Regions from separate parts of the Sus scrofa genome. Here all the other regions are linked to region 2. A link is a contact called in public Hi-C and HiChIP or PLAC-seq data. All regions are on one chromosome and are shown on one strand. The core of a region is the stretch at or near the end of the contact, and the rest is flanking DNA. Distances in the headings are between cores, read along the strand shown. Region 1 holds the start of PHLDB1 (pleckstrin homology-like domain family B member 1). Region 2 holds the start of TRAPPC4 (trafficking protein particle complex subunit 4). Region 3 holds the start of IFT46 (intraflagellar transport protein 46 homolog). Region 4 holds the start of TTC36 (tetratricopeptide repeat protein 36).

Region 1 (2,952 bases), core at 317-2,816, 340 kb before region 2:
TCAAATGCTGGGTCTTGGCACATAGGATACAACAGTTGGGTTTTGTTTTTTTGCCTTTTCTTTCTTAATTTTTTTTTTTTAAGCAGAATAGCCTGAAAATTACTTTTATGATCTGCCTCATGAAAGATGGCTAGAATAAAAGTACTTTTATGAGCCTCAACCAGTATGAAAAAAGAATAAGAGGCTTCCACTCTCAACATTGCTCCCCACCCCTGGCCAAATCTTGGGGCTTTCCGGTACATGCTGTAGCCTGATAGTTCGACCTCTGTTAGCTATAGCAGGTAGCTGCAAAGAGCTTCCCTCCCCCTCCCCCTTTTTGTCCATTGCCTGGCTCCAGTCATCTCCTGCCTCCTGCTGTGGGGGGCCCCCTGCTAATGCTGGCCCTGTCAATGAGTGACCAGAGATTCCTGAAGTTCAACCTCCTGTCGTTCCTGAGTTAGGTAGGGAGAGAGGGTACACACTAAAGTCACTGAATCAGAACAAGACTTGTCCCTGATTTTCTGCTATTCTCCCCCCCTGGAATTGGGGGCTTTCTGCTTTCTCCTTGGGGCTTGGGGACTTTCTGCCTTCTCCTTCAGGGAGGAAGAGTCAGTCTCAGAGGTCCCTCTAATGAAAGTTAAAGGAATCCAGTCTAGCTGAGTTCAGTTCCCTGGGGCCTCCCCAGTCTCTTGAGGCAAGAGCTGGCTTTGCAAGGTAAGGATCCACTATCAGCGTTGGATTTCGGGTGGGGGTTGAAAAGGAGCATGACTTTCAGCCAGGCTCAGTGTCTAGGTTTCTCTTAGGTTTTTAGTCCCTCCTCTTTTTCCTTATTAACTTCTCAGTCCAACAGAGATCCAAACTGCTATAGGATGGTGTGCTCAACTATAAATCTATCGTTTGCCTTCCAGTTATAATCCTGCAGGTTGTGGTGGGGGTGGAGCTAACAAGGGGCCAGGATGACACTTCCATTCAGCTTTCCTGTTCTTTACAGTTTGCATGGCACTTTAACACGCCTTCTTGTACCTATCCTTGAAAATATCTGTGCCACCGTATATGCAGGGTTATCAACCCCATAAGCTGTCATGGTGGTAGGATGAGCAGGAGCGACAGAGGCCAAACCTGGATATCCCCTGAAGGTATTTGGAAATATTGAGAGTGTGTTGGAGGGCTGGGACTATGAGGTTCACTGGGAGCTGATGGAGGGTTTAGACATCTAAAGTTCGGGGCGGGGGGGGGGGGGCGGAAGTAGAGAGAAACTGTCAATCCTCAGAAGCACCTTAAAGCCTAGGCTGGAGGGTGGTCTAAGAGAGTCGGACCCGGAAAGTGAGTGGGGATGGGGGGTGTATACGGTGGTGGTGGTAGCCGAGAGCCCAGCTGCAGAGATGAACAAAGCGGGCGCTGTGCAGGCGGGGGCGGGGGGGGGGAGGTGCTGCTCTGGGAAAGGGTGGGTGGGGGGGACCTTGGGCTCCGGTCCCACAAGGGCGTCTCCTCAGGCTGGCCGGGCGGACGGGACGGGGGACGGGGGCGGGGACTAGCGGGGGGTGGGGGTGGGGGTGGGGTGGGGAATGGGGAGGCGGGACCCGCTCGCTCTCCTCCTACTTTCTGGGCTCCCAGGGAAAAGCAAGAGTGTTCTCCGGAGCCTGAGGCCTCAGAGGCTGAGCCGGGCTAAGGAACCGGTGTCCCCCTCTCCCGCCGAGGTAAGAACGTTCCCTCTCACTGAGCCTGCGAGTCCTGCTAGCTGCACTGCTGGGACAGGACAGGAGGAAATCCCAGGGGCCTGGCGACAGCCCTCAGATCAGCTTTGGGCTGGAGAGCCCGGAAGAAACCCTTAGAGGAGGAGGGGGTGCCTCAGGTGAGTGCATGGGAGCGCCAAGGTTTTTCTGCAGAATGGGCTTCGTTGCTTTCCTGGGAACTCCTTACTCTTGCCCTCCTGAGCCGCTGCCCGCGCCGCCGCCAGAGGGGGCCCTCGCGCTCCACCCCTCACCCCCTATCCCACTCTGGAAGAACGAGGACCCTGTCCCTTCAGAGTCTCCTGCGGGAACCCAGGCAGCCCGGCGATACTCCTGGGACTCGTCCGCCTGCCCCCCACACCTCTGCTCTTCCGCTGATAGAAGGACTAAGAGCACTGCACCAGGAGCGAGGGGGTCCCCTGGGGCATCTCTGCTTCTGTCCCGAGCCGGGCCTCCTTTAGGGATGGGAAAGGGATGTTAAGTAGGGCTCGGAGGCAGTAGTATCCGGGAGCGACTCGTGGGAGTATCAGTAGATAGGTGGCACATCTGGGGCCTCCCGGGCCCTCCTCGGAGGACCCGCATCTTTAGGGGTCCTGGAGGCTGGAGAGGGCTGTGGGGTCAGTGAGTTCCCGCTTGGTCTGGATTCGAATCCCTTGCGGAGTTCCCCGGGCCGAGGCTGAGCCAGGTCATCCGGGCTCCTCTGGGACTGGGAAGCGCGGGCGGGAGGGGGCCCGGGAGGGGCCGCGGGGTTGCCGAGGCGCTCGCTGACTCTTCCGCCCAGGCTGGCGCGAGCGGCGGCTGGGCCGGGAGAGCGCGCCGCCCGGCGGGGGACCCAGGGCGCCGGGGCGGGGCTGCATTCTGGGCCCGTTAGCTCAGCGGTCCCGAAGCCTCCCGGAGGGCTGACTCATCGGACCGGTCACACACAAACAAAACTCCCCACCACGTCAGGCATCCCACGAGCAGACACCCTCGGTGCCCCACCAGGCACCACCCACTCACCCTTCCCACTACACAAGCCACGCCGACACCCCTGTCTCTCTCTGCAGTTACACGTGTGGGACCCAAACATTCCTAGACCTCTACACACTCTACACACACGCCAAGCACTCTCAGGAGGTCCACATTCACACTTGCGGCGTCCCGCGCTCACGCCCTTCCCCGCGCACACACCCTTCCCCGCGCACACGCACTCCCTGACACGCAGCCCCCACGGCTCACACCCATCACATACTCAGTCCTCACG
Region 2 (3,151 bases), core at 497-2,996:
AGCTTAACTTTTTTTTTTTTTAAGGGTCGCACCTGTGGCATATGGAAGTTCCTGGGCTAGGGGTCAAACTGGAGCTGCAGCTGCCAGCCTGTACCACAATAACAGCAATACAAATCAGAGCCACATCTTCCACCCTCACGACTTGCGGTAACACCGGATCCTTCAATCGAGTGAAGCCAGGGATTGACCTGCATCCTCATGGATACTAGTAGGGTTCTTAACCCAATGAGCTACAAGAGGAATTCCAGCTTAAAATATTTATGTACTCATTTATGCTAATATAAAATTACAGTAATTAGACTCACCACTCAATTTAAACATTTTACCATAAAAGTTTTAAAATATTTTAATAGCCTTCTTTCAGTATAACTGCTTCCTCTGTAATCCTATGTGTTTTACTCACCTGAAAACAGAAATGATCCCAAAGCTTCACCAAACTGCCACAGGTGTCTATGGCACAAAAATGGCTAAGAACCCTGCTTTACACAATCACCGGTCTGCCTGCACCTCTTGCATTTAAAAGAACAGGTCAAGCCAATTTAAGGTGCAAGAGCATACACACCAATACAACGCAACACTCTCACCTTTGCTCAGGAGTTCCTGAAGGGCTGCCCTGGCCAGAGAACCACGAATCTTCAGTCTCTCAGAGACAACAGCTGGAGTTATAAGCTTATAGTTGGGAACTTCTTTACAGAGTTTGTCATATGTCGCTTTGTCAAACAAGACTAGGTTATTAAGCTTGTCCCGAACTTTGCCTTTGGACCACTTCTGCTCACAAAAAAAAAAAAGGAAAAAGTCAGTGCTCATCAAAGAACCAGTCAATTGGTCTTTCCCTCCTCCCGAACAACCTGTGTCAGAGAAATCTGACACAGTTGTAGGGCTATACTGAAAGGACAGCTTTTTATTCCTCGGCCTGCAGAAATCTACCGCAGCACTTGCAGAAACTCTCAAATTAATATTCAAATATTACAAAATCAGGATTCAAAATAAAAAAGACCTGGTTACCGTTAAGCACACCAAAGGTACATTATGTTTTGGAGGTGGGTGGGGACCATTATCTTGGAAACTTTCCGCTACCAGCTGAGCCCCACGAGTCTGATTAAAATAACATTAGATGCTAGATATAGGAATAAAAATCTCCATACACACTTGTTCCACGACCTCACAAGCCACTTGCCACATATCACTTATTAGTACACCAAGAGGAGATGGGCGCTCCCAGTCTCCCTCAGTGTTCAAGGAGGGGCACATCCTACCTTCTTTTTGGCCTTGCCCCCAGATTTGTTCACTGGGTCTTTGTCTTTCTTGGCCGACTTTCCGGCATCTTTCTTCTTCTTGTCGTCCTTGGGCGGCTGTAGAAGAAAAGCGGGAACACAACCAGTTCTTAAGGCAGCCTCATGCTACTCCTACTCCTGTGCTCTCCACCCCGCCCAGACCCCACAGCCGGAGCACATGGGGGAAGGTTAACAGCCCTCCCGCCTTGAGACGCGGCAAGAAATTCTTGGAGCCCTCCTCCGATGCCGCGTCAACCGTGCGCCGACACCTTCCGCTCCCAGAACCACACGGCTTCTCCTTGGGCTCACCATAGCGAAGCCGGGAGAGCAGCTACCAGTAGTGCCTCCTCGCTAAGATGTCGGACAGAAAGGAAGCACGGCTTGCGAAGAGGCCCAGAAACCCCTGTCCGCAGCGAGCGCTTCCGGGGCAAAGGGCGGAGCCACGCGGAGGAAGTCCCGGGGAGCAGCTGACACTCAGGACCGGAAGTAGCCTGAGCGATATAGGTGTCCGCTCCACAGCCGCGCGCTCTCGTTAGGCTCTGCCGCTACGCGTGAGGCAGTGACGCGTTGCTACTTCCGGGCACTAAAGGCCAGGAAAAGGGGATGGAAAACAATTTCCTAGGTCCAGCAACTATCTCCGCCGTTACTGACACCCAAGCGTTGCCCCAGTGCGCAAGCGCTGCAGCGAGCCGCACGCTGCAACCGGGAGGGGGAACAGAGGCCAGGGGCGTGTCGCGTGCTGCGGTTCCGGGGCGGGGCTGGGAGGAGGAGGCCGAATCCCAGTTCCGCAGTCGCTGCGGCAGCAATGGCGATTTTCAGTGTGTATGTGGTGAACAAAGCTGGCGGCCTGATTTACCAGTTGGACAGCTACACGCCACGGGCCGAGGCTGAGAAAACGTTTAGCTACCCTCTTGATCTGCTGCTCAAGCTGCACGACGAGCGTGTACTGGTTGCCTTCGGCCAGCGCGACGGCATCCGGGGTGGGTTAGGCTCGGGCCCGGGGGGCGGGGCCCGGTGCTGCAAGAGTGGGCTGGTGTCTCTGTGTTGGAAGTGGAGGGGGCGAAGAGTTGGGGCCAGGTCCCTTGTCCCCCCGGAGGGATCTTCAGGCTGAGGCGTTGTTGACACTTAGCCTCGCCTCTGCAGTGGGCCACGCAGTGCTGGCCATCAATGGTGTGGACGTGAATGGTAAATATACGGCCGATGGGAAAGAGGTGCTGGAGTACCTGGGCAACCCTGCTAACTACCCGGTGTCCATTCGATTCGGCCGGCCTCGCCTCACCTCAAATGAGAAGCTCATGCTGGCCTCCATGTTCCACTCGTAAGTTACCCCCAGCCCTTGCTAGCTTCCATCCGTCTGCACTCGGCTCATAGACTGGCTGAATTATTGTGGTTCTGCGCTCAGAGACTACTGAGCGGTGTGCTTACCTTTCCCTACGTCCCTACTTCTAAATCGTCAGTTCTTGTGTTAATGAAAAGAACTGATCCAATATATCTAGGCTTTAAGTAATACTGGTAGTGGTGTATGATTTTGCATAAGTCAGCTTCTCCTTTCTGAGTCTTTGTTTCCTCATCTTTCAAGCAAGGCAGTTGAGGGAGTTCCTGTTGTGGTGCAGCGGGAACGTATCCGACTAGTAACCATGAGATTGCAGGCTCGATCCCTGGCCTCTAGAGGGTTAAGCATCTGGCGTTGAGCTGTGGTGTAGGCGGCAGATGTGACTCAGATCCTGCGTTCCTGTGGCTGTGGCCTAGGCCATAGGCCGGCAGCTGTAGCTCCGATTCAACCTGTAGCTTGGGAACTTCCATATGCCTGGGCTGCGGCCCTAAAAAGCAAAAAAAGAAAAAAGAAAGGCAGTTGAACTAAATGATCTTTAAGGTCT
Region 3 (2,969 bases), core at 57-2,556, 380 kb before region 2:
GATTCGTTAACCACTGCGCCACGACGGGAACTCCAAGACTTTTGATAAATTAAATAAACAAACATGAACCCCTGGCAGATTATGGGTAAAGAGTATCACGAAATAAATGATGATGGGAAACTGGTCAGATTGAAGGAAGATCCTGCAATGTGGGTGGCGGTGTTTTCTCCCTCCTTAAGTAGTTAGAAAACAGAAGCGACAACAAATAACTTGACTCTGAAAGTCAACATTTGCTATTATAAACTAAAAAATTATTGGAAACAATCATGAGTCCATCCTGCTCTTTGCTCTGAGAACCGTCTGTCTTCTTTTCTCTTCATTTATTTCTTACCTTTGTGTCTTGAGGGAGGAGTATAAATACTTGCAACCTCTTCCGAGTCGTTAATCTCTAGACGCTCATCATATGTCTGGTTTTCTATAATCTTGGTCTAAGTAAAAGGAAACATGATTACACAGCTCCTATCACGGGACAGTAAGCACTCTGTGGGGAGCTGGACTCCAAACCAGCAATGGTTCCGAGACACCAGTTTTACATGAAACCCTCACCCCAGTTCAAGCAGTTAAGTCATTCTGCTGCAGCCCTTATTTAGGAACTGCTGGCAGGCTGACCGGAGAACGAAGAAATCCTGGAGCGAAACAACAGCCAACTTCTGCATCACCTTCCCCAAAGCTCTTTTGTAGAGAACGGCTCAAGTGAGCCTCAGGTTCGGTCAGTTTCCCAAGGCTGCTGGGATTTCTTAGCTGTAGAGGTTCTAGAAACAATTCTGTTTCTAGAGTCACCAGGGCGGGGGCTGTTCCTCTAAGAGAGGTTAAACTCTAGTCTCTTGGTCCAAAAGCATCACCCTCATCTATACCATGACCACCCCACCCCCCTTGGTCTCGTCTTGTAGTTCGGATGCCCCTTACGTTTCGTGGGGAGTAAGGCAAGCAGAATGGTCGGTGATGGCGTGAAGGGAAGGGAGAAAGTATAGTGGGTAAGAAAACGGAAAGAAGTGGAGAGGGGTTGCGAGGACAGAAAAGGAGTCCTTTCTATTCCTCTTGGGAGAGAGGAAGCGTTCTCTGTTAGGGTGAGTACGAATTACCTGTAGCCCCTCCGAATCCGTCTCTTCTATCTGGAAGGAACCCCAGCCTAGGGCTGGGGTCTCACCCTAATCTCAGGCCAGGCCACTTTTACTTGGAAAGAAGGGGAGCAACTGGCGTGTTGTCAGTAGCTAAGCAAACAAACAATAAATAAATAAATAAAAAGAGCGAAGAAAGAAACAGAAAAATCGCGAGACTTCCTTTAACTCTCGTGAGAGCTCAACTCGCGCATTATGTTTCTCCCCAGCTAAGGAGCCAAGCAGAAAAAGAGGAGCTCACATCGTGATTGTTTAGATTTCAACAGATGTGTCTGTGGTGGCATCTAGCGGCTGCAGGCAGCAAATCAGATGAATTCCGGTTGGTAGAGAGTTAAGCTCTAGATCCCGAAACACGGTCTGCATTTTTTACCCAGGGAAAGGATCAGTAGGTATGAGTTCCTATTAAGTCAGACCACTCAGCCTTTAGGCAAACTCAGGGGTTGCCTCAATTCCTGACATTCTGTACTACTTTTATAGCATTTTTATTACATTATAGTCTTTCCCCTCCACTGTGTCCATAGCATGGGACATATTTATAGTATTAACAAATTATTATTTACCTGTGATTCAAATTTAACACATTCTCCCGCTTTTTTAATTTTTTAATTTTAATTTTTTTTAGGGCTGCACCTGCGACCTATGGAAAATCCCAAGCTGGGGGTCAAATCAGAGCTGTAGCTGCCGGCCATTCTTTCTCTGTATGGATTTATCTGTTCTGGATATTTTACATAAATGGAGTCATAGAAGATACGGTCTTTTGTGAGTGGCATCTTTCACTTAACATAGTATTTTCAAGGTTCATCCATGTTGTATCATGTATCAGAATTTAATTCCTTTTTGTGACTAATATTCCATTGTTTAGATATACTACCTTTTTTTTTTTTTTTTTTTTTTGTCTTTTTAGAGCTTCCTCCACGGCATATGGAGGTTCCCAGGCTAGGGGTCTAATCGGAGCTGTAGCTGCCGGCCTATGCCAGAGCCACAGCAATGCCAGATCCCAGCCGCGTCTACAACCCACACCATAGCTCATGGCAACCCCGGATCCTTAACCCACTGAGTGAGGCCAGGGATTGAACCCGAAACCTCATTGTTCCTAGTCGGATTCGTTTCCGCTTTGCCGGTGGGAACTCTAAATATACCACATTTTGTTATTCATTCGAGTACTGAGGGACACTTGGATCGTTTCCACTTTTTGGCTATTATGAACAATGTTTCTATGAACATTAGTGTTCAAGGTTGTGTATGGGTGTGTGGTTTTAACTCTCTTGGGCGCATACATAGGAGTGAATTGCTGGGTCACATGGTAACCCCATGCTTAGCTTTTTGAGGAGCTGCCAAGCTTTCCCCAAACAATTAAACTACTTCAGGTTCCCGCCAGCAGTGTATGAGAGTTCTAATTTCTCCACATTCTCACCAACTCTTATTATTATAGCCATCCTAGCAAGCTTTGATTTGCAATTCCCTAAGGACTAAAGATATTGAGCATATTTTTATGTGCTTATTGGCCATCTATCGTTTTGTTTTTGTCTTTTTATGGTTGCACCCGTGGCATATGTAAGTTCCCAGGCTAGGGGTCAAATCAGAGCTGCAGTTGCTGCCACAGCCACCAGCAATGCCAGATCCAAGCTGTGTCTGTCACCTACACTGCAGCTCAGGCAATGTTGGATTCTTAACCCACTGCATCAGGCCAGGGATGGAACCAAATCCTCATGGATCCTAGTCCCGTTCCGTTTCCACTGAGCCACAAGGGGAACTCCTTCCATTGTTGAGTTTTAAGGATTCTTTATATATTCTGGCTACTAGTCCCTTATGAACACCAGTTATTTTGTATGTTAAATGCTACCAGTGGCT
Region 4 (3,279 bases), core at 185-2,684, 410 kb before region 2:
ATTGAGCAGATGGTTTTGTGCCGAATCATGAATACCAGTCAAGTCTCACACTCTGAAAACTTGCAACTTTTTTGTTTTGGTTTTCAAATAAATATAAATATGATATATATAGGAACTAATATAGTAATGCACCATGTAACAAAGCCTAGTTCAGTCCATGGCTTTTAATTCTCTTAACACTATAGATAAGGATTGTGTTACAGTTGCTAGTAGTGGCAGGAAAACGTCAGTCTGGCGCTCCTCTGAGCCCCCAAAGTGGGGGGGGCAACCCAAACCTTAAGGGGATGGCAGAACAGTCCATTCCCAGGATCAGAGAGAAATGCAGAAACGGTGTCACCTGGATTTTTTCTGCCTGTGAATGTTGCCAGTCAGTACCTGTACTCCTTGTTTATTTTTGGTTATGAATGTTGGGGTAACCACCTGCATTTAGGGGAAAATTGTGTTCTGTGCTTTCCTGGTATCTTGTTCCGAGGTACTCTAGTTCTGTCTTTCAACCAAGAAAATAGACTTGTGGTGTTTCTTTTATTGAACTTTTAACAGTCTCTTTAGTAAATACAGGTAGTTGAATAATTGTTTCAAAAGCTCAACAGATGACAAGCTTCTTTTCTAGAAATAAGACATTTCTTGACAACTTTATCATGTATAACAGATCTTTTGGGTTTTTTTTTTTTTTTTTTTTTTTTTCCCTTGTGTTCTTCCAAGCTTCTGGTTAGAGAAAAAGAGAAAAAAAAAAAAAAAAAAAAAAAAAGGAAAAAAATGTGTCTAAAGTCCATCAGTGTTAACTCCCTGTGACAGGGATGAAGGAAAATACTTTAATAGTTCAAAAAATAATAATGCTGAAAGCTCTCTACGAAAGACTGAATGTAAAAGTAAAAAGTGTACATAGTTGTAAAAAAAAAAAGGAGTTTTTAAACATGTTTATTTTCTATGCACTTTTTTTTATTTAAGTGATAGTTTAATTAATAAACATGTCAAGTTTATTGCTGCACATGGTTGAACTTTCTTTTGGCTTGGCTGGGGTGGAGAAATGGGAGGGTCATGGCTGTGACCTGATGACAAAGTCCCTTCCACAGTCCTTTCTCTTAAGGTGGAATCATGCAATCCTTCCCCACCGCCTGCCTCCAGACGCCCCTCTCCTAGGTGTATTTTCTTCCCTTACTCATCAGTGATGCATATTCAGGACCTAGTTAACTCTGGATATGAGCAAGGGGCCAAGAGGACAAAGGAGGCGTTCCCTTACTTCATATACCCCGTCTTCATCCTTGGGCAGTCACGCGTTGGCTTATAACAGTTTTCTCCCAATCCATGAATATAATAAAATGAAGGCATTTCAGGGAGAACCTGGACAGCACCCTCTCTCTGCTCTGTTCCACCTTGAAGCTGAAATTGGATTTATTTACTCTGTTTTATCCCTAGGACTGGGGTGGGGGCAGGGAAGCAGTTGAGAAATATTTGTAAATACTCTACCAAGCCAGGTCACTAGCCCCAGGCTAAAAGGGGTTGAGTTTACACCCCAGCCAGTTTACGCTCCTCCTCAAGGGGGATGGTCCTCAAACAGACCTCCTCCCTCCAGATCAGCTGATAAGAAGCTCGGCCCTCACCCCTTCCACCCTCTCATTGTGAGCCACCTTTGCAGATTTGGGAGTTGCGCACCATGGGGACTCCGAATGACCAGGCGGTGTTGCAGGCCATCTTCAACCCGGACTCCCCATTTGGAGACATCATTGGATTGGACCCAGGACAGGAAGCACAGAAGGAAGTAGATGAAGGTGAGTATTTAGCCTGGGAGGATAACTCTGCACACAGGCTGGCCTGCTTCACTGAAGTGACAGAGAAAGGCGGTCTTACAAGACCCCTTGTTCCGTGCCCCTCTGATGATAATTGTGATTGGAATCGGAGGTTGGCCGAGACTCAGTGCACCGGTGGGGGCTTGGCCAGAGTCACCGTCCCAAGAGGAAGAAGCCAGGGTTTTCCCTCAACCCCACACCTCTGAACTTAGCACTCAGTTCACCCCCATGATCCAAGCTTAACTGTGCCAGCGTGGTAGGGGGGGGGCGGCGAATGTGAAGCTCCCACGTCCTTGTCATAGAGAGTACATCACCCTAAAACAGCACAGGAGGCAGACACAGGGCAGGGGCGGCTCAGCTAAATGCCTCCAAACTAAGCAAGCATTCAGTGTCACACACTCTTACACGCCAAGCTAATCCTGCCAGAGTGCGCTCACAGGCTTTTCTGCCAGTCCCTTAGGGGAACTGCTGTCCTCATCAGGAGCGTTTGAGGCCCTTTGTTTCTAAAGAACTGAAACCTAGGCCTTTCTGACTTCAGGCTGAAAAGCTAAGGGAAACACGGGAAGTGGATCGTGGTTTTTGTGATCCGGGTATGTCAGGTGGCCTTCCTGTTGGAAGCAGTGGAGCAAGTGCAAAATGGGGACAGACCAAGGAGCCAGAAAGACCTGGGTTAAAATCCAAGCTGTGCAACTTGCTGGCTGTGTAACCTTGAGCTACAGGATAAGGAGTTTGGGTTTCATTCTCTTGGCAACGGGGAGACAACCAAGGCCCCTCTCCCAGGACCCTTGGGAATTAAGCAGTGCTAACTCTTAGCCTTGGTGACCTCAGTTTGCCCTGCCCTGAACACTGCTTCTGACTCCTGCTGTGACTTCCAGCCCAGCCCAGTCAGCCCTGGCTTGCATCCCAGGTTTCCAAAGCCTGAGCTGGCTTTTGCTTCTTGCTCCCAACTGCACACCCGTCCCCTCCTGGTTCCCTCCCTGGTACAGATGGAGTTTTCCCTCGAGCACAGCTGGAGCAGTCCAAGGCCCTGGAGCTGCAGGGGGTGATAGCAGCAGAAGCTGGTGACCTCAGTACAGCCCTGGAGAGGTTTGGTCAAGCCATCAACCTACTGCCTGAGAGGGCTTCAGCCTACAACAACCGAGCCCAGGCCCGGCGACTCCAGGGAGATGTGGCAGGTGAGGAGAGTCCCTGAGGCCTGTGAAGAAGGGACCCTGGAGGGCACAGGCCAGAGATGTCATGGCCGTGGGGCTTGGACACAGGGCATGGGAAGTCACTAGGCCCTTCTGGAACATACATTCCTACCTTTAGGAGATATACCACAGGCCCTGCTAAGCTCTTAGGGATTTTGTGAACTATTGAGAGACTGCATTCCATTTATTTATTTAAGAAACATTTAATGAGAGCCTAGTATTGCAGCTGTGGGCTAGGTGCTGAGGAATATGCTGCTTATAGCAATAACCATGTGCCAGGCACTAAGCACTTTACCAGTGAG

What was found. Hi-C and Micro-C count contacts between places; a contact is called where the count stands out from the background. HiChIP or PLAC-seq counts read pairs in DNA pulled down with a chosen protein or histone mark.
Region 1: an H3K27ac HiChIP or PLAC-seq map of alveolar macrophages shows a contact between it and region 2. The contact joins the promoter of PHLDB1 here to the promoter of TRAPPC4 in region 2. A contact is called at or near these places in 1 of 5 promoter capture datasets (liver), 1 of 47 Hi-C or Micro-C datasets (liver) and 2 of 2 datasets of contacts at active chromatin or transcription factors (alveolar macrophages and skeletal muscle).
Region 3: a contact with region 2 is called in an H3K27ac HiChIP or PLAC-seq map of alveolar macrophages. The contact joins the promoter of IFT46 here to the promoter of TRAPPC4 in region 2. A contact is called at or near these places in 1 of 5 promoter capture datasets (liver) and 2 of 2 datasets of contacts at active chromatin or transcription factors (alveolar macrophages and skeletal muscle).
Region 4: a Hi-C map of liver shows a contact between it and region 2, with 2.3 times the contacts expected there. The contact joins the promoter of TTC36 here to the promoter of TRAPPC4 in region 2. A contact is called at or near these places in 1 of 5 promoter capture datasets (liver) and 1 of 47 Hi-C or Micro-C datasets (liver).

The regions. Positions count from the first base shown.
Region 1 is chr9:45,900,533-45,903,484 of Sscrofa11.1, forward strand. It overlaps PHLDB1 (pleckstrin homology-like domain family B member 1), which reads left to right and starts at 1,567. Exons shown (of 26, transcript XM_021062931.1): 1 at 1,567-1,831.
Region 2 is chr9:46,240,450-46,243,600 of Sscrofa11.1, forward strand. It overlaps TRAPPC4 (trafficking protein particle complex subunit 4), which reads left to right and starts at 1,747. Exons shown (of 5, transcript XM_003129918.4): 1 at 1,747-2,254; 2 at 2,418-2,592. The coding sequence starts at 2,080. It overlaps RPS25 (40S ribosomal protein S25), which reads right to left and starts at 1,725. Exons shown (of 5, transcript XM_003129920.3): 1 at 1,584-1,725; 2 at 1,257-1,352; 3 at 585-768. The coding sequence starts at 1,586.
Region 3 is chr9:45,860,612-45,863,580 of Sscrofa11.1, forward strand. It overlaps IFT46 (intraflagellar transport protein 46 homolog), which reads right to left and starts at 1,307. Exons shown (of 12, transcript XM_003357317.4): 1 at 1,083-1,307; 2 at 332-428.
Region 4 is chr9:45,827,580-45,830,858 of Sscrofa11.1, forward strand. It overlaps TTC36 (tetratricopeptide repeat protein 36), which reads left to right and starts at 1,435. Exons shown (of 10, transcript XM_021062923.1): 1 at 1,435-1,769; 2 at 2,774-2,962. The coding sequence starts at 1,655. KMT2A (histone-lysine N-methyltransferase 2A) reads left to right here. Exons shown (of 37, transcript XM_021062912.1): 37 at 1-980.